Regions from separate parts of the Cricetulus griseus genome. Here region 2 is linked to region 1. The links are chromatin contacts, called in public Hi-C maps. All regions are on one chromosome and are shown on one strand. The core of a region is the stretch at or near the end of the contact, and the rest is flanking DNA. Distances in the headings are between cores, read along the strand shown. Region 1 overlaps Kiaa1614. Region 2 has its middle 62 kb from the start of Ier5.

Region 1 (4,277 bases), core at 864-3,363:
GACCATTATTTCCTTTCCCCAGATCTGCATAAATTAGTGACCTTAACCAAAACAAACAGGCTCTTTGCCTCTCCCTGCAGGTGGCCAATCAAAACAGCTCTGCCACAGCCCGTACAACTAGATGCCACCCTGGTCTGTGAACTGCATTTTCCATCCACAAATTATCTGAGTGGTGTATTCCAGCCCCTTCTGCTGTGTGGGGGTCGGGGCTTCTAAGGGAGTGTCAGTGAGAGTACCAGTGCATCTGGGTCACCGGGGAACAGGTCTCTGTCTCAAGACACGAACCGACAAGCTCTCCACATGCGCCAGGAGCTCCTTGATGTGAGCCAAACCCAGCCCTGAAACCTTGGCGCCGTTCAGCTCCAGGATCTCATCCCCCACCCCAAGCAGCCCCGAGTACAGCTTGGCAGTATCCAGGTCAGCCATGGCCTGCACGTAGAGCCCTGCAAAGGAGAAGAGGAGCGGGGATGAGGAATCATCCAGGACACCGTGACTCACACCCCTCACAAACTGGCTTCAGAGAAGCATGTCATGTGTTCCTCCTCCCCACCTCCCGATGCATTCTCTGTAGCCGCTTTTAGAACAGGAAACTCCATGTAAATGATGCTTGGAGACATTATTCATCTACAGTTTAATAAGAATAAACTAGCCTACCCTTTTCTGATAGCAGCTTTTAGCAGAGAGAGGAAGTCATTTTAAAAAGGAAGACCAATGCCTGCTCTATGTCCTACCTATGTTGCTCAGGACTCAAATAGATATAGTCGACGGCTCAAAGGACCCAGGCTCAGCCCAAAGGCCAGGGTGGGGGACAGAGAAGTGGCTGAGGCCAAATCTGCTTCACAGTACTCCAGGACTTATCCTGGCCTCAGCCTCACTCATACTGTCCCTCACTTGGGATTTGGGAGCATCGAGGCCAAAGTCCAGGAAAAATAAACATTCTGCCCACATTTATGGCTTGCTTGTCCCTTTTTCTTGTACCTTTCCATCTCTGCCACCCCAAGAGGCTCAGCCTAGCCAGCATGATCATTCCTTGGGTTGTGAAATGTACAGATCAAGCCTCTGTCAGGGGACTTGTGGCTGGCTCTCAGGAAACCCATGTTGTCGGAGAGGCTATGGATGCTTGGGCTGACTCCAGCCACTGCTGCCACAGCACAGAGGTGTCCAGCTGAGAGCCTGATACCTCTCAAGTTCTCTGCCAGACAGGGTACATGGGTAGGTTCCCCTGGAGAAAGCTGGAGCCTACTACCATGTTCTGCTGTGTGAGCATAGCCAGCCTGCTGGAGGACAGTGGGGGACAGCCTTAGTGGGTGACTTTCCTGCATCTGACAATAGTGGGATTTGGCGACAGCAGGGCACAGTCTTGACCTTCCCCAGCTGAGAAACACAGCAAGTACCCACATGATAGGTTCTCCATGGCCTTTAGTCAAGGGCTCAGCACAGACTGGGCAAGATGTCTGTTCTGGTGCTTCCATCTCTATCTTGAAGCATCATAGACTGTGCAAAGTGGTACCTTGGCCCATGGACCAGGAGGAGCCCCTTCATTACAGCCTCTGGGCCCCAGAGAACCCAGGCTCTGAATATGAACTCTACAACTCCTTCACCAAGGCACCTAAAAGTTTGCAGCCATTTGGCCAGTCTGAGCTGCATACACATGTCCTCTCTGTCTGGGGCGTGGATAACCCTTTCTGTGCTTCTTGGCCAAGATAAGTCTTTCCAGTCTCGAAATGATCAAGTATGCATCATCCTTTAGCAGAAGGCTTTTCCACTGGGGCCCTGCCCTATCTTTGCTCTCCTTTCTCTGATGCTTGTATAGCTTACCTGCTGGGTGTACACACTGTCAGCATGGAGTGAGGAAGCCACCCCCACCTCCCCACATGAACCCACAGAAGTGTTTGGTGTGCTGGAGGAGAGGCAGGTGGGGAGGGATGACAAAACCCAAAAGAATGTAGCCAAGCCAGACCAGACACTGACGTCACTCCAGCCCTTTTGGGGAGATTTGGGTAGGCTTCCCAGCTGAAATCGTGACTGCAAGGCAGCTCTGGCATTTATGGTCTGCTGGAGACAGCCTTTGTTGAGGATGCTAGATGCCTGTGGTGTAGCCAGTTAGAAGCAGAAGGCAGGGCCTGCTGTTTTCGTGGGTGTGGTGTCAGATGGGACACATGCTGGCACCCTGACTGATGCTTAGCAAGGAGCCAGAGAAGCCCCGGGCCATGGCTCCTCTGAGGTTCAGGGGAAGTGTCCCTAAGCAGTTAGAGGAAGGCCTGTGGTGGAAACAGCCTCAGCCATCACACTGTCTAGTGTGAGATCCCTGGGTGACATCTGGTGGCTAAATACAGCCACAAGAGCTAAGGGACACGGAGACAGCCTGGATGACACTGTTTCCCCAAATGTCAGTTGTTCCCTGTGTGCACTGACATGTGACTCTTCCTAGGCCCAAACTGGTTCTCTTTCTCTCTCTCTCTCTCTCTCTCTCTCTCTCTCTCTCTCTCTCTCTCTCTCTCTCTCTCTGTCCCTAAGAAGTTCAGGTCACACTAACTGCAAACCAGCCAACCAGCCAGATTAAAGCCACCTGTTATTTTGTCTGCTCCTGGACTATGGAAATCAGTGTAGTGCCTGTCCTTGTCCCACTGTGTAATCTCAACATAGCTGGTATCACCCCTCGGCTCTAAACTCTCTCCCAGTAGATGGCTCCTGTCCTACTCAGTGTGAAACCCCAAGTCCCTCAGGACAGCACAGCCTGACCTCCTCATTTCCCTACAGACAAACATCATGGCCCTTTAGGATTTTTGTCCTTGAAACTCATCTCCCAACCCCAGGTGGCTCCTCCCTTCTTTGCCCCATCTCCACTCATGTCTTCGAGAGTGGGTCTGCATGGCACCTGCCATACCTGCTTTATTTACATTTGCTTCCTGGTGCTTTTCACTATGGCACATCTATAATACAAAATATCTGAAGTAAAGTTGTAGGGCTGGCCCAGCACCCTAGCTCGTGAGGTCAGAGGTCTGTGTGCTCTGTGGGTGCTGTAACCCCACAGTACATAGGAGTAGGCACCTGGAAGATGCTGAGTGATGAACAAGTCCGGGACGAGGACACATGCTCATGTCCCCATGTCCTCTCTCATGTCCTCTTTCATGTCATGAAAAAAACCACAGCAGGAGGGCTTTCTCCGTTAAACAGCCTTGACCTTGGAGACTCAAGAGTGGGACCACCCCTCCTCTTCGGGGCCCAGGAGCACGGCCCAGGCTTGCCTTTCCAAAGTCACCCCTCCCTCTCTTCCTCTGCCTGCTCTCCCTCAGCATACCTCCCAATCTTTCCCACTCAGCATAGCCTGTGCAAAGCTTTCAAGGTCTCTTGTACTCCAATGCATTCTGGACCATAAGCTTTGGCCTGGACAAGTCAGGTCGCCACAAAGGACCCATAGATGTAGAGGGACCAAGAACTGGTCAGAATTCAGTGACCGTGGGATTGAATTAGGACACAACAGGCAACCCGACCAGGCCCCTGGAGCCAGAATCCATCTGAACAAAGCCCTCAGGAGCTGGTGAGGGGGGTGTGGACAGGATTGCAGACAGGCAGGCCCACTCCACATGCCCAGACACACCAGCATCTGGAGGACGGGACTGTGGAAATACATCAACCACATCAAAGGAATAGCCGAGAACTGGCAAGCACAGACAGTTTTCCTTTGCCTCTCTGAAAAAGCCTTGAGGACTCTGATTTCAAGATGTCACAGGGCAGCAGGGGGGCAGTGCAGTCAAGTCTGCCGGTTCAACCCCTACAGCAGCAGGGGCTCCTGAGATCCAATGCCCAGTAAGAGCTTCTGGAGGGAAGAAGGAAGCTTTTCTCCATTGCTCAGCCAAAGCCCTGAAGGAACCTGACCACACCTCAGGGACTCTGCTGAGGATTCCAAGGGCATACCTGAGTCTCGACGGCCATTGCCGTAGGCCACACAGAAACCAAAAGTTCCCTCTGGGGGTCGTTGCAGCTGTAGCTGACTTGTGCCATCTGGGAACACCTCCACCACACGGCCCACAGTGCGAGCCAGGCCAGGAGCACTCACATCTTCCACACTGAGGGCACGATGGGGAAAGGCCTTGGCTGGCCTACAAGGAGACCAAGGACAGTAAGGGTGGGGCCAGGCACCAGGGCCAGCTCTTTGTTGGCCCTAAGGTGACCTGTTCCTCTGACGCAGGAACCTGACACTAGGGGTTGGGGTTTCTCTGACCTCAGCCAGCAAAATGAACTCCCTAGAGTGAAGACGGGAGTTTCCACATTTG
Region 2 (4,277 bases), core at 799-3,298, 180 kb before region 1:
AGAAAGACTTTTGTGGGTTTGTTTTGGTTTTTAAACTAAGATTTTAAAAATATATATATTCTACTGAATTTTCACTCTAAGAGAAGCCTCTGTCCCTCTCCCATCCAAATGGCTACAAGAACCATTATGATAATAGTTTAGTAACTATGTGGTTCCATTCAGTACATGCTTCCAGCACTTTATACATGTCCTCTTAATTTTTGCATCAGTCCTAAGATAGAAATGTCACATTCTATATTTTAAAGATGATAGAACTGAGCCTCGAAGGGCTTACATAACTTGCTTAAGATCACACTTCCTCTTCAGTAGAGAAGCAAGGACTTTATGGGCTGGAGAGATGGCTCAGCCGTTAAAGACTAGGCTCACAACCAAAAATATAAGAGAAGCTAGGACTTTGCACAGGCCCTCAGTCTGATTTAAAACCTGCACATCTTCTCTGGATGCTCCCCTGCCTCTCCTCTGCCCTAACTTGCTCCGATAAGATCATTCTGCCTCCCTTGGCAAAAAAAATAAAAAAAAATTAAAAAATTCCAGACAAAGTAAGTGTGTCTGTTCTGGTCCACTCACTGGGAATGGAAAAGTCCATCCCAGGATTCTGGAACCATGATACGGTAGGCTACCAGCCATGTAAGGTCTTTGCCTGTAGAAACCATATGGGTACTGAGGACCCCGAGCCAAGTGCTAATGAAGAGAAAAGCCAGAGAGATGGAGGTGGGGACTGAAAGAACAGGGAATTGGGACAGCTGCTTCAGCAAGAGGACATCATGAACTGTGAGAGTTCATCAGTCCTGACCATGTAGCCTACATGTGCTGGACACACTTGTCATCTTTGCCAAGCCCGTTAAGTTTACCTTGGCTGCCTGGCACCTATCCTCTAAGGAAACAGGCAAACAACTTCCTATATTTGAGGTTTCGGTGAGTGATGCTGGCCAAGTTTCAGTCGGAACCAGAAAAGACAACCACATAGGGGCTGGAGGGCCTGATAGCAGCAGCCAGAGATCTCAGAGCACCTGCCAATGGGGCAGACTATCAGAGTCCTGCCGCAAAGAGATAAGGGACGTTCTGATCCAGCCCTGAGAAGAGCAGGCTTTCTTTATATAGCAGCGGGAGTAGGCTGCAAGGGAATGTCCTGGCTGAAGGCCTCTCTCTAGCCTAGCAGAGAGGGGAGTGGGTGGGAGGAAGGAGCAAGCTTTATAAATAGCCCTGTGTGCACTGATCTGCTTGGTGGCCTCATCTCTGCAAACCTTGAGACCTGGAGGAGGACAGGGACATTCACAGATGCTCTCTTTGCTCTTTGTATGTCTGGAGTTTTCTAGAATGAGTTTGAATGCTTAGTGGATATGACTAGAGTGATTAAAAGCATAAAGGGAATTCCTTTGTTTGGGGATTTCTGTGACCATCTTCACCCTGCTCACGGGTCCCCAGTGTGCTAGGCTTGGCCTCCCCTGGATGCTTGTACTTGTCTAAACTGCAGGATCTGAGTCATCACCCCAGATTTCACCCTGGGGTTTCTACATTCTCCCTGTATTCCCTTCCCCCACCAATTCAAATGCCACTGTTCTTGGCTTTATGGTTTTTAGATAAAACATCTATGCCCTTCATCCCTGTGAGGTACAGATAGGTCCATCCTGCCTGGTTCTTTTTCAAGACAGAGTCTCATTGTGTAGCCCTGGCTGGGCTGAAACTCATCTCTGCCTGCCATGTTGAGATTAAAGGAATACACCAATGCCTCTCTGGTCCCGAATGCTCCAGAGACAAGATTAAGATTAAGGCAGTAAGTACAAAGTACCTGGCACACTAGAGATGCCCATCTGACTATCGTCCACGCTCAGCCCCCATCCAGGTGACCACAGCTACCAATCACAGCCAAGATGACTTTCCCTGCTGCCAAAATTACTGCCTCCCAAGAGGCATGAAGTTCTGCCAGTCCAGCTCTGGTGTTGATGTAAATCAGAGTTCCAGAGATGCCTTGAGAGGTGACAGGTTCCTTGGAGTTAGTACCCTGAGCAGTGTTCCTTATAAGGCTGTGGTTCTCATTCAGGGATGTGAGTCACTTTGGGGTTGCTAGATAAACGCAACCAAAGGATAAACACGCTGTTACAACCTCATGTAGGCTAAGTTCAGCTCATAACTACAGGGCAATTTTTAGGAGGCAAAATAGAAAGCAATATCCGTGGTGTGTGTGTGTGTGTGTGTGTGTGTGTGTGTGTGTGTGTGTGTGTGTGTGTGTGTGTGCTGGTTTTTTTGGTAAATGCTATTTGCAAAAATGGCACTGTGCTAAGAGTCAAAACTGGGAAATCAAAGGGGAAAAAACGAGCAAAGATGAGAGTCTCTGCTCTGAAAGAGATTACAGTCTACTTAAGGAAGTGAAATGCCTATAGCATAGCAGAAAGCTCACACGACAAAACAAAATATGATCTATACAGGGTGAAGGCACAGCATGTGGAAGGGAAAGGGAGATCCTGCTGGGATGCAGAGCTCAGAGCAGCCTCAGGGGGAAGTGGGCACCAGGCCTTGGACTATCATGATGCAACCAGGACATAGTAGAAGAGAAAGGGTCTCAGGTGTCATGTCTGGGTGGCCCAGTGGCTTTTAGGTCTGTGGCAAAGCAGAAACATATGGTAAAAGGACTGGGCAAAGAAAATGTTTTTACCTTCTGTGGATAGGAAAAAAGGACAGACAGGAAGGAACCAGGGGCAAGATATACTCTTCAAAGATGTCTCCATCATACCCTATGATAACACTTCTTCCAACCAAGCCCCACATCCTAATAACCCAGTGCATTGTCCCATTGATGGTACAATCACTTCTCAGTTGCATTGCCAGCTGGGTACCAACAACTCTTTTGGTGGGACACTTCATGTCTGAATCAAGTACCAATTTGATTCTAAGCACAAATAAATTCCCTTCCCAGTCTCTCCAGGAAAGAACTGTGTGTGGTTAGTTTTCAAATGAACAGTAAAATTCATAGCTTACATAGATCCCTCCCTTCCCATGCACAGGCACATTCTAAAACTAAACAAAAAAACCAAACAAACAAACAAAAAAAAAACTGGGAATTATCCCACTACTGAGAATGTCCAGTTGCTGAAGATGGATGAGCTCACTTGTGGCCACTTTTGAAGTAGATAACAGTGTTTGAGCCCAGGCTGCTCTTTTGCAGCCGTCTAGATTGTTACTGCCTCTCTTGCTGGAAGATGGGTCCATCAGTTCATTCCCCACTCAATAGGTATTTGCTGCATGCTTTCTATATGCCAAGAACCTTGCTAGGATGGTTGCTCTGGAAACTAAGAAGCTAGAGGTCCTTCTTGGTAAATTGTATCCCAAGTCAGCCATTTGCCCAGACCCAATACCTACCCATCCTTGACTCCTCCCCATCTCTCAACCTCTTTATTCAATAATCAACCACCATGACCTGATCCTGCACCCTTATAATGCATTTGAAATCCTTGGACTTCTTCCAACCCATCTCCTTTTCCTTAGCCTAAGCCTCCACATTCTCTGTCAGCAACCACCACCTAATAGTTTTTCCTGCTTCCAGACTTGTTCTCATCTATTTTAATTGTCAAACCACAGTGTGCGGCAAGGAATCCAGGCTCACTTAAAGAGATGTCTGACTTTATAGGACTCCTGGGAAGAAATCTCTAAACTCTGGAATATAATGTAGCTTTCTCATTGCTTACTGTTGGTTTGTTTTGATTGTTTTTGTTTTTGTTGCTTTTTACTCTTTGGCTCTTTGCTCTTTGGGGGCCTGCTACCAGCTCCCAAATAAATACATGGAGTCTTATTCTTACTTATGAATGCCTGGCCTTAGCTTGGCTTGTTTCTAGCGAGCTTGTCTTAAGTTATCCCATCTATCTTTTGCCTCTGGGCTTTTATCTTTCTCTATTCCACATACCTTTCTTTACTTCTTATTGTGTGGCTTGTTGTGGAGCTAGGTGACTGGCCCCTGGTGTCCTCTCTCCTTCTTTTCTCACTCTTTCTCTTCCCAGATTTCTCCTCCTATTTATTTTCTCTGCCTGCCAGCCCCGCTTATCCTTTCTCTGCCTTACTACTGGCTGGCCGTTCAGCTCTTTATTAGACCAATCAGTGTTTAGACAAGCAAAGTAACACAGCTTCACAGAGTTAAACAAATGCAACATAAAAGAATGCAACAAAAAAATAAAAAATAAAAGAATGCAACACATCTTTTGCATCATTAAACAAATATTCTGCTGGGCATTGGTGTTGCATGCCTTTAGTCCCAGCAGTTGGGAGGCAGAGGCAGGTGGATCTCT

What was found. Hi-C and Micro-C count contacts between places; a contact is called where the count stands out from the background.
Region 2: a contact with region 1 is called in a Hi-C map of the CHO-K1 cell line, with 5 times the contacts expected there. The contact joins two enhancer-like sites. A contact is called at or near these places in 3 of 8 Hi-C or Micro-C datasets (the CHO-K1 cell line and fibroblasts).

The regions. Positions count from the first base shown.
Region 1 is chr5:36,534,502-36,538,778 of CriGri-PICRH-1.0, reverse strand. It overlaps Kiaa1614, which reads right to left. Exons shown (of 10, transcript XM_027417344.2): 9 at 3,919-4,103; 10 at 1-443. The coding sequence ends at 250. Among named protein-coding and RNA genes, the nearest start is that of Kiaa1614, 29 kb to the right of the region's middle. Within about 2 kb of position 2,113, at least 2 of the 6 cell types and tissues checked have open chromatin away from gene starts, as enhancers often do. A contact at or near this core is called in the CHO-K1 cell line and fibroblasts, where this site is marked.
Region 2 is chr5:36,716,507-36,720,783 of CriGri-PICRH-1.0, reverse strand. No RefSeq gene overlaps it. Among named protein-coding and RNA genes, the nearest start is that of Ier5, 62 kb to the right of the region's middle. Within about 2 kb of position 2,048, at least 2 of the 6 cell types and tissues checked have open chromatin away from gene starts, as enhancers often do. A contact at or near this core is called in the CHO-K1 cell line and fibroblasts, where this site is marked.